Linked DNA regions of Mus musculus: all the other regions are linked to region 2. A link is a contact called in public HiChIP or PLAC-seq and promoter capture Hi-C data. All regions are on one chromosome and are shown on one strand. Each heading gives the region's core, a stretch centred on a gene start, on an enhancer-like site or on the middle of the called end of the contact. The rest is flanking DNA. Distances are from core to core; before and after follow the strand shown.

What was found. HiChIP or PLAC-seq counts read pairs in DNA pulled down with a chosen protein or histone mark. Capture Hi-C pulls out chosen DNA fragments and counts their contacts.
Region 1: an H3K27ac HiChIP or PLAC-seq map of embryonic stem cells shows a contact between it and region 2, with 2.6 times the contacts expected there. The contact joins two enhancer-like sites. A contact is called at or near these places in 3 of 484 Hi-C or Micro-C datasets (embryonic stem cells and nephron progenitors) and 7 of 115 datasets of contacts at active chromatin or transcription factors (the NIH/3T3 cell line, embryonic basal ganglia and embryonic stem cells).
Region 3: a contact with region 2 is called in a FOXA1 HiChIP or PLAC-seq map of pancreatic cancer cells. The contact joins two enhancer-like sites. A contact is called at or near these places in 1 of 39 promoter capture datasets (cranial neural crest) and 5 of 115 datasets of contacts at active chromatin or transcription factors (embryonic basal ganglia, embryonic forebrain, embryonic stem cells and 1 more).
Region 4: a contact with region 2 is called in an H3K4me3 HiChIP or PLAC-seq map of embryonic stem cells, with 11 read pairs. The contact joins the promoter of Depdc1b here to the enhancer-like site in region 2. A contact is called at or near these places in 1 of 39 promoter capture datasets (liver), 9 of 115 datasets of contacts at active chromatin or transcription factors (bone marrow-derived macrophages, embryonic stem cells, forebrain and 4 more) and 1 of 9 other capture datasets (adipose tissue).
Region 5: a contact with region 2 is called in a promoter capture Hi-C map of liver. The contact joins two enhancer-like sites. A contact is called at or near these places in 1 of 115 datasets of contacts at active chromatin or transcription factors (stem cell-derived neural progenitor cells) and 1 of 9 other capture datasets (liver).
Region 6: an H3K4me3 HiChIP or PLAC-seq map of bone marrow-derived macrophages shows a contact between it and region 2, with 4 times the contacts expected there. The contact joins two enhancer-like sites. A contact is called at or near these places in 5 of 115 datasets of contacts at active chromatin or transcription factors (bone marrow-derived macrophages, embryonic limb bud, embryonic stem cells and 2 more) and 1 of 9 other capture datasets (adipose tissue).

What each region holds. Positions count from the first base shown.
Region 1 is chr13:109,775,037-109,777,736 of GRCm38.p6, forward strand. All of the region lies in intron 7 of Pde4d (phosphodiesterase 4D, cAMP specific), which reads left to right. Among named protein-coding and RNA genes, the nearest start is that of Mir1904, 130 kb to the right of the region's middle. Within about 2 kb of position 1,260, at least 125 of the 459 cell types and tissues checked have an H3K27ac peak or open chromatin away from gene starts, as enhancers often do. A contact at or near this core is called in the NIH/3T3 cell line, embryonic basal ganglia and embryonic stem cells, where this site is marked.
Region 2 is chr13:109,259,123-109,261,822 of GRCm38.p6, forward strand. The region is part of intron 3 of Pde4d (phosphodiesterase 4D, cAMP specific); the gene reads left to right. Among named protein-coding and RNA genes, the nearest start is that of Mir582, 64 kb to the right of the region's middle. Within about 2 kb of position 1,264, at least 274 of the 459 cell types and tissues checked have an H3K27ac peak or open chromatin away from gene starts, as enhancers often do. A contact at or near this core is called in the NIH/3T3 cell line, adipose tissue, bone marrow-derived macrophages and 7 more, where this site is marked.
Region 3 is chr13:109,898,288-109,900,987 of GRCm38.p6, forward strand. The region is part of intron 7 of Pde4d (phosphodiesterase 4D, cAMP specific); the gene reads left to right. Among named protein-coding and RNA genes, the nearest start is that of Mir1904, 4.2 kb to the right of the region's middle. Within about 2 kb of position 1,359, at least 22 of the 459 cell types and tissues checked have an H3K27ac peak or open chromatin away from gene starts, as enhancers often do. A contact at or near this core is called in pancreatic cancer cells, where this site is marked.
Region 4 is chr13:108,314,960-108,317,738 of GRCm38.p6, forward strand. It overlaps Depdc1b (DEP domain containing 1B), which reads left to right and starts at 1,378. Exons shown (of 11, transcript NM_178683.4): 1 at 1,378-1,510. The coding sequence starts at 1,463.
Region 5 is chr13:109,820,952-109,823,849 of GRCm38.p6, forward strand. The region is part of intron 7 of Pde4d (phosphodiesterase 4D, cAMP specific); the gene reads left to right. Among named protein-coding and RNA genes, the nearest start is that of Mir1904, 81 kb to the right of the region's middle. Within about 2 kb of position 1,635, at least 402 of the 459 cell types and tissues checked have an H3K27ac peak or open chromatin away from gene starts, as enhancers often do. A contact at or near this core is called in liver and stem cell-derived neural progenitor cells, where this site is marked.
Region 6 is chr13:108,333,729-108,336,428 of GRCm38.p6, forward strand. All of the region lies in intron 2 of Depdc1b (DEP domain containing 1B), which reads left to right. Among named protein-coding and RNA genes, the nearest start is that of Depdc1b, 19 kb to the left of the region's middle. Within about 2 kb of position 1,428, at least 43 of the 459 cell types and tissues checked have an H3K27ac peak or open chromatin away from gene starts, as enhancers often do. A contact at or near this core is called in bone marrow-derived macrophages, where this site is marked.

The sequences.
Region 1 (2,700 bases), core at 10-2,509, 520 kb after region 2:
CCCTTCGTGCACAATAGGCAAATCATAGTGGGGGGGGGGCGAGTAGAAGGCAATGTTCTTTTCTTCTCTGATGCTTTTGCCTTGAGGGTACTTGTATCTACCTTGTAGGTAGGGCGACCATCTCCCCCCCCCCCAAAAAAAAAACAATGTAGGATACTGGTGGAATGATTCGTGACCAACAAGCAATCTTGGTTTCTCCGTGGTCAGTGTACCTCCCCTCCCCCACAGCACTTTGCCGGTGCCCAAACCAAACTCAAGGGAGAGTCTATTCACTCAAGGTCACAGAACTGAAGCAGTCCCTGGGTTGTCTCTGCAATTTTTACATAACACTGAGAGGAAATCATTATCTGCTGGAATTAGGCAATTATGGTGAAGAAGGCCTCATTTGTACCTCTTACTAGTTTGTGACCTGGGGCTTATCTAGAATGGCAAACTAATTAGCTGTCATTAACTGCTTAGAGCAGCTGCGTTGTTACAGACCACTGTAGACAACACACACACACACACACACACACACACACACACACACACACACACACCACTGACGAAAGTCTCATTTACTTCCCAAGCTTTGCAAACCGAGGTGGGAACATGGGCAGGGAAAAGGCCTCTTTTCTCAGTAATCTAGAAAAACAAGTACGCTTGAAAAACCTAAAAGCTACCAACAAGAACAGTGATGATCCTGGTGTTGAGACTTGATACTTGACTGTCTGAGATTTGAGATACCCAGAAAAGATGACACATCGCTTGGGGCTCATCTATCCTTACGATCACGTCCTGGGAGGGGTGGAAAGGAGTTTTTGTCTATTTGTTTGTTTTGTTTTGTTGCAAAGCCAGTGGGGACACTTTCAGATAAAACCTGCAAGGGTGAACCCCAATTCTCTCCAGCTTTAATTTCTAACTAGAGAACAGAGATATGAGTACCTGCCACTCAGAACCGTTGCAAGAATGCAAGCAGATAAGTTACAGAAAGGGTAAAGGCCGGTCATCAGGTCATAAGTGGCTCCCCAAGTATTCCGTTGGGCAGTTCTGTCCCCTCGCTTCCCATTTGTTCCTAACCCCTGTTTTGGCACGGGAGAGTGGAGGTTACAGAGGATTGCGGTGGCCTTCTGTCATTTCTCACTCCGAACGTCTCGGGATGCTTTTGTTCCAGGCGGTAACACCCACACATTTTCAATGCTTCCTGTATCACGTATAACCTAGGTCCGGAGCCAGTTACTCGTAGCAGAAGCAAAGAGGATGTGGGGCCAGTAGAGGGCAGCAGAGAGGCAAAAATGCCCAAGCTCTGAGAGTGTGGGGACCAAGTCATGATGACGGGACAGAAAGTACTTTTGAACGTTCCTTTCATTTTAAACCAAGGTTAAGAAAGTTAACTGCAGTGCAGCCACCTCTCAGAACCTTGTCATCCTCAATATCACCTGCACTACGCTTCTTAAGTTTACTATTATCATCTTCTTTATGTAATCATATTCAATTGAGAATTTTCATGCAGCAACAAACCTCAAAGGAAATCTATTTGGATGTCTTTATTGGAAATGTGAGAAAAACCAAGGCTGCTGAGAGAAAACACTACTTTGTGGCTGAACTGGGAATAACTCCTCATCCTTGCTCTGAGCCCAAGCCTTAAACCCTGACCCCCAACCATAAACAAGCAAACACTAGATAGAATAGTAAGTTTAAAGAAATGTATGCTTACAAGACACCACAGGGAATATGAAAGAATGTTAATTTCTGAGTAGCAGGTAGCTTTAGACTATTATGGACTTAAAAATCACAAAAATGTCTTGGGCCAATATCTCACTGGAAATGCCTTCATATTTAGAGCTATTTGAATAACATCTAGTAGTGATTCTAGAGGTAGGGGGATAGCCAGCCTAAAACAATGGCTTTTGCTTTTGTCTCTAAGGTCTTATATCAAAACAACACACTCCCTCTGTCCCTGTAGAGGGGACAGGAAAAGTGACAGGCAGAAAGCCATGTACACAGAGTTCTGGTCCAGAAAAAACACTGGCCATTCCACTTAGAACTATTTTAACCTGGATGCTCTTGATCCCATCAAGAAAAGAATGTTTACTCTGAATAGAATTCTGTCAGTCAGGAAGCCCGAGGATTAAAAGTGAAGTATCCAAATGCTAGTTAGTCAAAACACAGCGGGAAGAAACTCGGTCTTCAGCTGTCATTGTTCTGAAGGATAAAGCAAAACTGAAGGTCTACTTGACAAGTTGTTAGCACAACCAACCCAAGGTATTTAAGAGAACAATGGTTTCTCTTAGGATGTGGGCCATTTGCTTAAGCACTTTCACCTTATTAAAGAAAAGGAGCCAAGTTGTAGGGTTTTTTTGTTTTTTTGTGTGATAGTAATGATACTAGTAATTATTTAGATCTTTTTTAGTCTCTGTGTCCCATGCATATACGTGATAAAAAGAGTAGGATATATTATTTATTAAAATATACTATATTATATATTCACATGTATTTAAAATAATATATGGTGGGGCTTCCTTCAAGAAATGAGATCCCTGTGTAAGAGCGTCTTGGGTGCTGAGGAGACAATGAACTGCAAAGTGCATAAGGATCACAGCAGAGCGAGCCATCTTCAGAGAAACCCCGCCCCCTCATCACTGGCTTTCTGGTATCACCTTTTAAATTGTCCTGTAGTAAGAGAAAATCTAGTGCCAAGGGACCTGTCACTCCAGAGGA
Region 2 (2,700 bases), core at 14-2,513:
CCCCCATTCCCAAACATTGTATCTAATTATTTAACCCTCCATTTGGGGGGAGGGGGCTGGAGGTATTTTGTAGCTCCTCAAAGAGGTATTGTTTTTTCAAGTGTAAAATAATCTGAGATCCCCCAAAAGTCACCAGGGTGCTAGAGATAGCCCTGTGCCAGACTCCTGCTCTTTCCCACCATTCCAGGAGCCACACAACACAGAGAGTTAATCAGGTTTTATTGCTTGCTTCCTTGTATTAACATTTTCTTCATTTTAATTTACTCCCTTCCGGTAAGAAAATACTTTCTTTTCTTTATTTTAAATCTTCTCTAAATAAGTTTATTGAAGCTATATTTTCCACAAATTGAAATATTCTTTTAAAAGAAATTATGAAAGGCTTGATTTATTTTACCCTCTCGTGGCTGAATATCAATTAAACATAACATAATGTAACAATTGAAACCTTACTTCTTTCTTTTTTTTTTTTTTTTAACTATTTCTGTGAAAATAACCAGTTCCTTGCAGGAGGAGGCAAGTTTAACTACAAAGAGATTACAAACAAGTTTGTGGGTCTGAATAGTGTTGCTTGGTGCTTTGAAAGAACCATAATTAACAAGGTTGTAAAAGCCAACAGTCTCTGTTCACGTCCTTCCTGTGTAACGTTTTGAAACCTTTGGTTTGTCTCTGGAGGGGGGAGTATTCGCTTATGATTTGTCTCATAGGATACATCAGACTGAATTTAGAAGCAGGGAACCATTCCTTCTTGTCTAGCTACTGGATATTTATTCTTCCCTTATTAAAGGGGGAAAAAAAAGAATTAAGAAAGAAAAGGAAGGAAGGAAGGAAGGAAGGAAGAAGGAAGGAAGGAAGGAAGGAAGGAAGGAAGGAAGGAAGGAAGGAAAGAAAAGGAAAGGAAAGGAAAGGAAAGGAAAGAAAAGAAAAGAAAAGAAAAGAAAAGAAAAGAAAAGAAAAGAAAAGAAAAAAAAAGAAAAAACTAAAGCACTAGTAATTTTCTTTTATGAATGTAGACCATAGGGAGATAAATAGCCCCTGCCTGCCTGAGAGGAAGGTCAAGTTCCAAGTTTTTCTTTCCTTTACATTCAGGAATAAGCAAATGGAAAGGCAGGCCAAACAGAGGAGTAGCAGGCGTCTGATGGTTAAGCCCTCCCCCCAGGACTTTTTATGTACATAAGCAGGAGTCACTGGAGCAGCTGCGCCGCATTAGTTCCGATAGTTTAACAGGCTGCTCTGCAGGCTGACAAAAGCCGAGCTAGCGCGGTGGCTTCCCTCCATGTTCCCGAGCCTCCCGAGCTCTGCTCGTCAAGTGATCTTTGGCTGGGGCTGGGGGAGGAGGGTGACGTTGAACAGGCTTCGGCGGGGGAGTGTGCTCGCCTGGTCTACACCCAGCAGCCTGCACCGAGAGACTGAGGCAGGGGCGGAATGAACTAACAGCAGCTGGATCCGACCTGTTTCCCTGGACATTCCTCAGACTCCGGATCAAGGGACTCACTGGAAACAGGCCAGGCAACCACGTTGCCCTGGATTGTGGCCAACTGTACAAAGTTGACCAGGAAAATGGCTCAGCAGACGACAAGCCCGGACACCCTTACAGTCCCTGAAGTGGATAATCCGCATGTTCCAAACCCATGGCTCAATGAGGATCTTGTGAAATCCCTGCGGGAAAACCTGTTGCAGCACGAAAAGTCAAAGACAGCGAGGAAATCCGTTTCTCCCAAGCTCTCCCCGGTGATTTCTCCCAGGAATTCCCCCAGGCTCCTGCGCAGGATGCTTCTGAGTAGCAACATCCCCAAACAGCGCCGCTTCACAGTGGCACATACATGGTAAGGTCTGCACCGACCCCTGAAATGTTAGCCATACCGTATGGTTCAGTGATTTTTGCTCCTCCTGCAGCCTTGGGGGTGGGGAGGAAGATCTCTATTCCACTCCTGTGATTTATCGGAAGTAATCTACCTCCATAGTATGTCCCACCGATGCCCAAGTCAGGGCAGGAATCCTAGAGATAGGTAATAGGAGTGGTTGAGGTGGGTGGTTCTAAGAGCTCAGTCTCTATTGCAAGTTCCTACAAGAAAATTGGATTCCAGATGTCCAAAAGGAATGTAGGTTTGCTCCCATACCTAAGTAGTGGCGTTTCTTTGATTTCTTATGCTAATATCCCTACCAGGTTCTCCTAATTGGACCAGAACAGAGGGGAGGCTCCTCACACTTAGCGTCTCCTGAGTGATACTCCGTGCAAACAGAGATGCTCACAGTAGTGTGTACAGATGAGCCCCTCCCCCCCGCCCCCCAAACTGCCTCCAGCTTTATTGTGTTGATAATTTTCATCGTGCCTTTTCAGGGAAGAGGAAAGGGATTAGGAAGCCCGCAGGAAGTGATGGGCAACCCCTTGTTACTCTGATCTTGTTTTTCTTGAATTTGAATGCTTTGAATGTTTTGCACTTATATTTCCTTCATGAATATTTTATCATCTTTATAATGGGTGAGGTTATTTTATGCACTTGCTTCCATGTTTTGTTTGTTTTGTTTTGTTTTGTTTTTTCTGGAGGACTTTCAATATTTTCTTGCTCTTGAAAATATCAAATATTGAACTGAAGCCATGGGGCACCTTCCTCGGAGTTTCTGCCTAAGAATAGGCAGTTTAAGTCTTGTGTCTGCAGGTTCCTCTTCTGAGGTCTGTGGTACAGGGCTAGTTAACTTTAG
Region 3 (2,700 bases), core at 109-2,608, 640 kb after region 2:
TACTTAACATCGTGTTGTAACAAAATACCTGACTAAACCACATAGGCAACATATAGGAAGAGTCAGCGGAGATACGGAAGGTGTGGTGAGACTCATGAAGGCAAGAGCGTGTGACTGGAACTCCTTCTGCCTCACATCTCATGGAGTAGAGGGGAAGAGCTGGTGCTCACGTGGCTTGTTGCTCTCACCCTTCTTAGCCGCCTGGCTGATGGTCTGATGCTGCTCACACTTCAGAAGGCTCCTGGCTCTTCCATCAGTTGTTTCCTAGAAGGCTCTCATAGACTAGCCTGAAGGTGCTGGGTGCTTTTGACAATCTCCATTAATAGCCATGTTCAGTTTCTTTTCTCAAGATTAAGGTCTCCCTGCCCCACTTGTATCCAGTGTGACTTGAATGCCCCCTTTTATTGTCCCATAGCCTATTCTCCTCCTTCCTTTTCTACTGTATGGTGCTAAAATTGTCATCGACGATGGGCTCTAGTCTCGCATTGGATAAGGGTCACACTCTTACACACTTCAAACTCTAATAAAGTTCATGGCACATAGTGTCTCATGAACGTTGAGTTATTGATGAGATTAGAAGTTAATAGACCTCAATCCATTTGCAAAATTCTACTAGAGCACTTGTCAACTTTAGGAGGAAAAAAAAATCATAGCTAGTGGCAAATAGGAAGAAAATTCATTAAAATGACACAACATCTTCACTTTGAACATATCTTTGAAGCCAGGGGTGAAAGTTTATATATTTGATAAGATTTAAAAATACTTCAAAACAATAAGTTGATTCCAGAAATATCCTAGGAAATGAGGGCAGCTTGCTCTTGGCTCTCAGGCTTCAACATGTTACATAGACATGCTGAGAGAAGCTAGGGCCTTCCTTCATGTGTTTCTCATCAGATAAAATGCAATAGAGCTAACCTGGACAGATCTTTCCCTGTAGCAGAGCCAAAGAATGACTAGCTCACATGGGAGGCAGAAGTCTACCTCCTCCTCCTCCGGACACCATCAATTCTCTCACTAGGAACAAAGGACATGTAAGTGAGGATTGGCTGAGGAGAAACTGGAATTAATTAAAAAGTCATGTTCGAGCATTTTCTCTTAGAAGCTGTCTGATGTATTTGTTTCAATTTAAAAGCAATCAGAATCAGCTGTGATCGCTCTGTAAGACTTTTTAAGAAGAGTTGCAAATGACACCCAAAGTTTGTGTTCTCTCTCTCTCTCTCTCTCTCTCTCTCTCTCTCTCTCTCTCTCTCTCTCTCTCTCTCTCTCTATCTGGTTTTTAGTAGTAGGCCGTAGGCCTCTCTAGGAATGACAACAGACTTATACTGACCTTTAGCCTCACAAATATTGACAAAGAAACTAGCTAGCATTTACAAAGTTTCATGTCCTGTAGCACAGATCTTTTTGCCTCTCAGTCAGTTGTGGGTAAGAGTAATGGGTCCAACATTTCCCAAGGAGGCTGAGTACAGCCTCTGGCCAACTGCTGTGGCTCCTAGCTGACGGCGCTTTTCCCTTTCAAAGACAAGCTGCTGCTTCAGCATCCTCTCCTGGAGTCCTTGGCAAGATTTCAGGCCATGTGTCAGGGGAACCCTTGCGCACATTACTATGACGGAAGCCAAGTGCTGGCCCACAAATATTGAGTATTACTTATACCCAGGAGAGTTGAAGCAGACGCCTGGGTATGGCACAGCTCAGGGTGCCTTGAAGAACACAGAATAACAGAACCCACCGATGTTTATTGTTACTCCACAGCTGCCTGTGACACAGCCCTTTTGCAGTCCACGTGGAGTTTAGCCAATAGCGTTTGGTGGGGCATTTTCCTCTCAGTAGCCCCTCAAATGAAGCAAGATTCGCACAGTTAAATAGAAAAGTTTTCATATATATTTTTAAGTAGGGCCACAGCATATACGACCCCCTAGGGGGCACTCTATTAATGAATGCAACCTGTGTTCTTGGTAAAGGCCACTATTAAACTGGTTCGCTGTGTTTGGCCAGCTAGCTGCCGATGGCATTTAGGTGTGTTGTTTGGTGGGGTGACTCAATTTCCTGTAGGATAGCTGGCAACTCCACATTGAATTCTCCCACTCGCCAGGGGAGGAGGGATAGAAAGGTCAGTTAGGCCTTGTCTTAGAACAGTGGGGTTTAAAATGCCTGAACTTGAAGACATAATAATGACCCTGAAAAACTGTAGCTTGTCACACTGTCTCAGTCCCGGAGTTTGAAAGAAGTAAATTCTAACGCGACAAACCCAGCATTGGTTTTATAAACGAAATTTGTTTATTCCGCCGTATGTAAATATTCTCTCAGCAGTATGTACAAATGCTGGAGGTTAATTTCATTCTTTAAATACATAGAGAGCATGTGGAACATTTTTGAACGTATGTATGTGACCTTACTTGATTTCTGATAGTCAAAATGGCTAAGCCATGACTTCAATATAAACTGGATCTTTGGCAACCAATTGCTCCTCACGTTGCTATACCACCCACTTAAAGGCAAAGCCCATGTCTAAGTGTCTTGAAACATTAAATTGAAACTTTCCGGAGTTACTGTTTCTCATAAAAAAAAAAAAGACTGAAATATAATACATAGAGCCATATTCTGCTAGGTCCGAGGTCTGAATTCTACTTCTGATTTCAGAAAGCTTTCATGAAGATCGCCAAGGTGGGGGTAGGAAGTATACGCCACACACTGGGAGGTCCC
Region 4 (2,779 bases), core at 128-2,627, 940 kb before region 2:
CTATAAGAGAGCAGGCTGAGCAAGCCAGGGGAAGCAAGCCAGTAAAGAACATCCCTCCATGGCCTCTGCATCAGCTCCTGTTTTCTGACCTGCTTGAGTTCCAGTCCTGACTTCCCTGGTGATGAACAGCAGTATGGAAGTGTAAGCTGAATAAACCTTTTCCTCCCCAACTTGCTTCTTGGTCATGATGTTTGTGCAGGAATAGAAACCCTGATTAAGACAGTGACTCACTGAGTTTAATTAGGGTTCCAAACATGAGCATGGGTGTTAGGCTCTTTACTGGAAGAAAATAGATGGCATCTCTCAGCAGCCATTCATTTCCAATAATCTCCTCACTACTGGCTCATACGCCCTTCCTGCCCTGGTATGCTAGAATATTGATTGACAGGCTCCATCGTGTGTAGGTCTTGCTGTGAATTCATGAATGAACAGCCAGGTCAACCATATTATGTTCGGAAGACAGCATCTTACGGGTGTTCATACCAGTGTCCCATGCTCAGCCCTATTTATTCTCAGGACTTTCACCAGTTTTGAGGGTCTGAATTAATCACTAGCTATTGAATTAATCACTGTCTAATATGTCTATTGCCTATCACCTTCTATGATCAAGGTGGAGTTGTTCAGCAGTCTTCACGGAGGAGTCCAGACATAGATTCATTGTCACCGAGCTAAAGGCATATAGTATAAAGTGAAGTCATTTGTCTCTTTCAACAGTTGCAAGTTGGACCAGCAATTCCCACGGGCAGGAGATGTGTAGGTGATTCAGTGCAGAGAAGACGAATTCATCAACCCCACAAAGGACTGACAATTTCTGTCAGATTCCTAAATACAAAACCTAAGTTCAAGGAGGAGAAAGATTACTGTACTTTATTTATCAAGGGAACACAGCAGACGCTGACCATGCCTCTCCTTATCGCTCTTTCTACACTCCTTATGGCAGGTTGCCTTTATCTGCTTTAGAAATGTCCTTCCCCTTGGACAGCTGTCAAGTCAACTCGCTTCCTTTCACCACCCACTTCTTCCTCTTTGCTAACCTCCGGATTCTCTGCCCTGGGTGCTGACAGGAATTATCTATCGGGTTCCAGCTAGGTTTGGCTCACTGGGCTCCGAGGCTGCAGAGCTGGTGTTCCGAGTGGACTCGCGGCAGGGACAGTCCCGGTAGGTTTTGGGCAGCGCCATCCACTGTGTGCCGGCGGTACGCGGCGCGATCAGTCATGTCCGCAAGCATCCGAGCGCCCATTGGCGAGGAGAAAGTGTTCTTTCCTCCTAGGTGCTGGAGGCGCAACCCCGGGTAGTGAAATCCAGGACACAAACAGCCCCGCCCACCACACAGTTCCTGTCACGTGCCCTCGCAACGTCCAATCAGCGCCCCGAAGCTCCGGGCTTGTGATTCAAACTGCGGCGCGGCGAGCTCCGTCTGGAGTCCCCGCCGGCGTTGCCCCGCGACTGCTGCGCGTTGGCAATGGAGCACCGCGTAGTGGGACCCGGGCCGTACCGGGCCACCAGGCTGGTGAGTGAGAGTGGGGCCGAGCCGACCCCGCGCCGCTGTCACCGCCAAGACTCGGGCAGTGTGCAGTCGCTCGGGGGTTGCCGGTGCTGGTGGTCGTGTGCCTGCTCCGGTCGCTGCTGCACACTCTGTCCCACAGCGGGCAGACGAGGCCCGGAGTCAGCCCTACCAAGGTGGCATGAACTACTTCTGCCGCCGGTAGTTGGATGCTCGGCTTTGGACGGCGCCTTCAGCCTTAACGGGGAACCGAACCTCAGGCGATCGCGTTCCCCTTTGTCCTAGGGACCTACTCTAGCTTCCAGGGCAAGATCGACCGTGGGTGGAGCCATAGGACCACCTATGGGGGTAGCTCTTGCGGACTGCGGTGCTCCAGGCAGGGCGTGACTCCTTCCTGAGTGACACTGTTGACACTTGACAAGTGTTCTTTGTAACGGTGCACTGCACGGAGGTGGATTGCCCCTCTAAGGTTCCTGCCCCCGGAGTTTCAGTTGTCAGCACCTACTTCAAGTAGCGGATCAGCTCTGATAGGTGATCTAAAAGCTTTGCTGATGCACCAGGGTAAGGGTCTTTCTTGTGGAAACAAGTTTTGCCACTCAGAAACTTATTTCTAGGAGGAAGTACTTTTACTGACTTCTCCCTCAAACGGATTAGGACAATGGAATAGACAGAAGGTTTTAGAGGACTTTGAGTTTTGTCTGTGAAGACTCATAGCTGCATTGCCTTGCAATAAAGTCTCACCTGCTCTCTACTCTGGAAAAGGTGGGGATGAATATCCAAACTCATGTTTTAGACTCATATGCTAGAGATGTAGTTTTCTTTCTTTCCAGAGCCAGGTAGTCTGTGTTCTGCGGAGTCAAGCCACCTTCTACAGATGGGAAGTTAGGTTTCAGGCTGCTAGACCTTTGTTTTATTAGACTTATGGGACGCGTGGAGAATCAAATAAAGATTATGAATCTTCACACAAAAGATCACATGGCACATGTAAAGTTTCCCCTAAGATTTTAGGGTCTGTGGTCTTGTTTCATTTGGCTGAAAACAACACATATTTGCATAGGGTCATTGGTCTGGGCTGGACTCATGTCAGCGGTTCTTCCAATGGAAATCATTCATGTGTCACTATCTGGTGATTTGACTGGCACTGGGTGGTGTCACGTGGTACCCTGGTCTTCAGTGTTGGTTGAACCAAGTTTTGACAGGTTTGCTCAGATTCTTCATAAAGTGGGCTCATGGTATCATGACATTTTGTTCACACATCATTGGCCAAAGCAAATG
Region 5 (2,898 bases), core at 385-2,884, 560 kb after region 2:
CTACCTAACTTCCTGAGTGCTATTATCAGCAACACATCCAGCCCTGCCTCTTATCCTTTTAAGATACGTGGTCTGCATGCATGTGTGTGTCTGTGTGCATGTGTGTGCCTGTGGATGTATGTGGACACCAGACAACAATCTCAGGTGTCCTTCTCAGAAAAACCATCCAATTCCTTTGGGGGCAGTGTCTCCTTTTGGTCTGGAGTTCATCAACAAAGGGAGACTGGCTAGCCGTGGAGCCCCAAGTACCTTCCTGTCTTTATCTCCCCTAAGCTAGGATTGCAAGCACAAACAGATGCTACCACACCTTGAATTTTAACATGGCTTTTGCAGATTTAACTCAGATCCTCTAGCCCACAGTCAGTTTACCAACTGTCTCCCCCACCTTCATCACACACACACAACACACACACACACGAAATACAGAAGGAAAGAAAGAAAACAAGCTTAAAAATAACATTTATTTTATTTTAAAAGATCAGCACTGGAATACCATGACAGTGTGAGCATTAGTTTTTTATCAGTCTTGTGGGGGTAATGACTGTGTGATCTTGAATACACCATACAACCGTCTTTGGGCTTCAGTACCTCATATGAATGCAGAAGGGTTGAGTGAAGTACAGGCTGGCATCCTTCAGTGTCAGGATTCTAAATATTTCTACACAGAACTAATAGCTCTACCTTGAGGTGTTAAACAGAGTTTCTTCTGAACAGTTGCTCCTACTAAGTTGGTTATAGGCAGTTTGGCAATCTTAGAGAAGTGATTGTACCAACATTTGATTCATCTGTATTGATGTCAGACAGGCAATGCCTGCTTAGATTAGGTGTTCACCATCCTGCCATGCTAAGTGTCCTTGGGTCTTTACAGCCTTCCAGTTGAGCTATAGCCAAATCTGAAATCTGAAGGTAGAGTTGAACCCTAATAAACTTGACTGCAAACAGAGGCTGTTTCTTTAGCAGCATAATAGCAGTCCGCAGCTCCCGGGGAGGAAATGAATAACGAACTTGAACTTAGAACCTAGTGCGTCCCTTGAAAGTTGAGCACGTCAGTGAGATTTCTCCAACAGTTACACTGACAGTAAAATGTTCAGTTCACAGTGATACCGTTTTATACTGAGCTATGGTTATTTTCTTCATCCCCACAATCTTATTTCTTAAACAAAATGTTTATGAAAAGGAAGGAAAAGGTGTTCACTGCAGTATGAAGTCAATATGGTTCTGATTCAGAGAGTAAAAACCAAGATCACTTCAAGGACTGAGCCTGCAACACAGTATAAGAAAATAATCTTCTATCAAAAGCTTTAGTGAACCCTAAAGACAGACCAGGAGCAGGGTTGGCTGGCTTCCATCCTGGGATCAGAAGCACGGAACACGGATCTGCAAGCTGAGGGAGGTCTACATTCTACTCAGCAATCTTGTCCCCTTTGGGTCCTTGAAGGAGAGGACACTAGAGGACAGGATCCTAACTGACAAGCCACAGACTAAGGCGGCTGCTTTGCAGAGCACAACTCTGGCTTGCTGGAACGAAGGAGCCTTGCCTTGCTGAAATCCGGTCCGCGTTTTGCTGAGAGCCCAGACGCTGTGAATAAGAGGAGCCTCTGAGGGCTGGTTTCTGATGTCGCACTCGGCACGATAAGAATGCCATTGACGTCAGCAGAGTCATCATCAGGGAGAATGGCACCCCAGCTCTTGAAACCACACCAAGCAATTGCAGTGCTTTTGAAAATTAAAAGCCGGTGCTGGGGAGTGGGGGCGGGGAGGGAAAGGCGCTGAGGGGAAGCAGTGGCTCCAACCGAACTGTCTTTCTTTTGTGCATTTCCTGTATTTTCAAAAAGAAGAAGAAAAGCAGACACACAGTGCTCCCCTGAGCATGCACACACACACACACACACACACACACACACACACACACACACACACACACAGCTGCAGGGGCTCCTTCAACCTAAATGAGAGCATTAAGGAGAGATAAGGAGGGACTAAGGGAGGAAGAGGGAGAGAGAAAGAGGGAGAGAGGGAGGGAGAGAGACAGAGAAAACAGAGAGAGAATATGATTTTAATTTGTTAACATTTCTGAATCCAGATAAAACAAACTTTGCCACCCAGCTGCTGGACAGAAGCCCCGAGCCACAGGGGAAAACATCAGCCAATGAGAACAGAATTGCTGAACCCAAACTGATAGCTTACACTGTGTGTCCACACACAGATTACAAGAGAGGAATTAAACACTTCAAAAGAGCTACTGCAAAGTAAACCTCTCCTCCCCACACTTTCCACCACACACACACACACACACACACACACACACAGACACACACAGACACACACACACAGACACACACACACACACACACACACACAGACACACACACACACACAGACACACACACACACACACAGACACACACACACACAGACACACACACACACACACACACTATTCAGAGCTTTTGAGTGTCTGACTGAAAAAAACTGACAAAAGTTGAAGGTTTGGAAAGGGTCCGCGCTAGGCTGTGTGATGTCAGCTTCCAGAGGCAGTCCTAAGAACATCACCTCACGCTGAATTCAAAGGCCACCTAGTCTGGAAAAGGTCTTGGAGTTAGGCAGACTTTGAAAACATTTTTTTTTTTTTTAAATGGCGAAATGTGACTCTTAGAAATTTCCCATTTAACCTAATCCTTTTTCTTTGCCTCTACCGATTGTAGGCAGGCTCCACCCTCACCTCCCCTAGCACTAAGAGAAGGAGATAGCATGGGTTTGATGATATCAGCAGCCCCGGGCCACATGCTTTATTTTACAGCATTGATTGGCAGCTTCCCAAGTCCATGGGATCTTTTGCTGACCTGCTTTTCAGATCCGTATCTCCCAGTCACACCAGAAAGAATCCCTTCTGAGCCT
Region 6 (2,700 bases), core at 178-2,677, 930 kb before region 2:
TGGCAGTTACAAAGTGAGGCTGTCACTACTCTTCTTCCAGTATCCATCCATAACCGAAAGCTCGCAGGGAGTGGTAGGGCCCCCCAAGGTCCCCCCTGGCCTCCAGTCGGCTGTAGCCAGGCCCAGTCTGGTGCAGGCTCCAGAGTGGCAGCTGTAGATGCTGTGCCACCATGACTGCAGTGGCCCTGGTAACATCTTACAGCCCTTCTTGTCTTATGGTTCCTGCATTCTCCCTGCTCCCTCTCCCTCTGTGTTGCCTGAGCCTGAGACTGGAGAGGACGCACGTCCTGTTGAGGACTGAAAAATTCAACTATTGATTCTTCTCTTTAGTAGCTGTGAGTCCTTGCATTCACTTCTCTTCATTGCAAAGGGAAAATTTTCTCAATGCTCAAGAAGGCACTAGATGGGAGACTGCCCATGCCCATCAGTTGGTAGAGCCAATGCTGTGAAAATGACCATAGTGCCCAAAGCACTTAAAGATGCAGTGCAACCCGAATTAAAGTTTCTGTGCCACTCTTCAAAGAAAGAGAAAAAACGACCTTAAGGGTTCATGTGCAAATTAAAGAGCTTGGGTAGCCAGGGCCAATCAGGGTCAAAATGAATGCTGGAGGTATTGCCATATCTGATCTGAGGTTATACTACAAAGTCATAGTAATCAAAGAAGTACACAAACTGATTTTTATCAACATAGAAGCATTAGGTTATGACTTTTTTAAAAAAAAACTTTTTCTCCTCCGCCTGTTTTCTCCGATCTCCTTCTTCTGTTTTATCCTCCCACCCCAGACCTCCTTTCCAGTTTCACATCACATCTGTCCTTTTGCCTACCCTGCCCACTTCGACACCCTGTCTCCTCCTTATGGTCTGCTGCTAATTCATAGTCTATACCTATCCTCCACCCCTCATTTATGTACATACAAACATATAACATCAGGATCCACATATAAGCGAGAGCACGTGACCCGGGTCACTGCATTTAGTGTAATACTCTCCTGATCCTTTTGTTATGCTCCAGATTTCATTGTTGTGTATAGCTGAGTAAATTCCACCATGTGTATGAGACAGTCTACTTTTTCACCCATGGGCGTATAGGCAGGTCTCCATTTCCTCCTTCTTGTGAATAATTTTGAAATAAGTGTGGATGTGCATATCCCTTGTGGTAGCATATAGCGTCTTTTGGGTATGTGCCTAGGAGTGACAAAGCTGGGCCATGTGGTAGTTATAGTTTTAAGGTTTTAAAAGATGTTCATAGCAACTTCCATAATGGCTGTCCTAGTCAATTAGATCTTTAAGACTCTTTGGCACAGTGCTATGCTGTGTGTGTGTGTGTGTGTGTGTGTGTGTGTGTGGTGTGTGTGGTGTGTGTGTGTGTGTAAAATCTCTGAGAGGTTGGTCTTGTATACATAGCATAATGCTAGTCTTGAACTCCAAGTTCTCCTGCCTCTGAGTGCTGGGATTACAGGTGTGTGCTGCCAGGCCTCCTCTAAGGTCTGTTTTAAATGACTCTAAATATTGAGTCTCGTGCTTCCCATACTAAGGCAGGAAAGAAAGTGTAACCGGATTCTTCCTGTTCCTGCCTTTGCAATGGAGAGGATAAACAGACGAACCAAAGCATATTTAATTAATTACCTACAGGAAACCATAGCAAATAATAAATGAGAATTGCTGTCCAGGCAGTCCGTGGAGTGACTCATCTATTTTGCTTGGTCGGCATAGTAATTTTAGTTACTGTTTTATGTCTTCCTCTTTCCGTGCTTTCTATTTTTTTGGGGTGGGGGTAGGGGCAGGGTTATGCTTCCATGTTGTTAAGATTTTACAAAATACAGAAGATACATACAATGACGAGCCTCCTTCCTATCTCTTTCCTTCAGCCAAGCACTTCCATTCCTCAGTGACACCTAATGTTACTAGTTGTGGCCATGTCTTAAAAAATGCTGCAGCTGCTGCCGGCCAGATGTGGTGGGGAACTGTAGTTCAGTTACGTGAAAGGTAGGCTGATTACTTAGGTCCAGGTGCTTGGGCAGCATAGCACGAGACCTATATTAAGACAGGAGGGTTAGGAGCTCGCCAGGCTCTTGATGGCACACAGCCCAGTGGGCACGCTCTCTGCCATTTCCCTTATGATTATGTTATCTGCCTGGCTTAGGTAGGAACTGCATCCGTGACGCGGTCAGTATAGAGGGAGCCCTTCGGGGCTTTGTATAGAGGGAAGGAGGATTACTTCAGCAGGGCTCCTGTGGGTAGGGTAGGATTTGGACAGTAAAGGATGGGAGGTAAGACCAAGGCTGCCAGTCAGAAGCCCACCAATCAGAAAAAAAGCCGTAGGAGAGAAACATGGCTGGTCAGAGGGGCGAATTAGGTGGAAGTTTTTAATTAATGGCGATGGAATAGATATTTTTATATTTATTTTTTGTGTATGAGTGTTCTGCCAGCATGTACGTGCACCAGGGCGTCAGATCCCCTTTGTCCAGAGTTAGAGGTGGTTGGTAGCCAAACCTAGGTGCTGAGAATGGAAGCTGGGCCCTCTTCAGGAGAAACACGCGCTCTAAACCACTGAGCCGTCTCTCCATCCCTAGAGAGGACCTGTGCTTCGTGAGAAGGCAGCTGGGGCAAGAGCTTTGACCAGCGGTGAGGCCTGTGTTCTATGTAGTTAATTTAATGACGTGGGCGCATGGACTGTAAAGCAGCTGGGACCGCAGGACG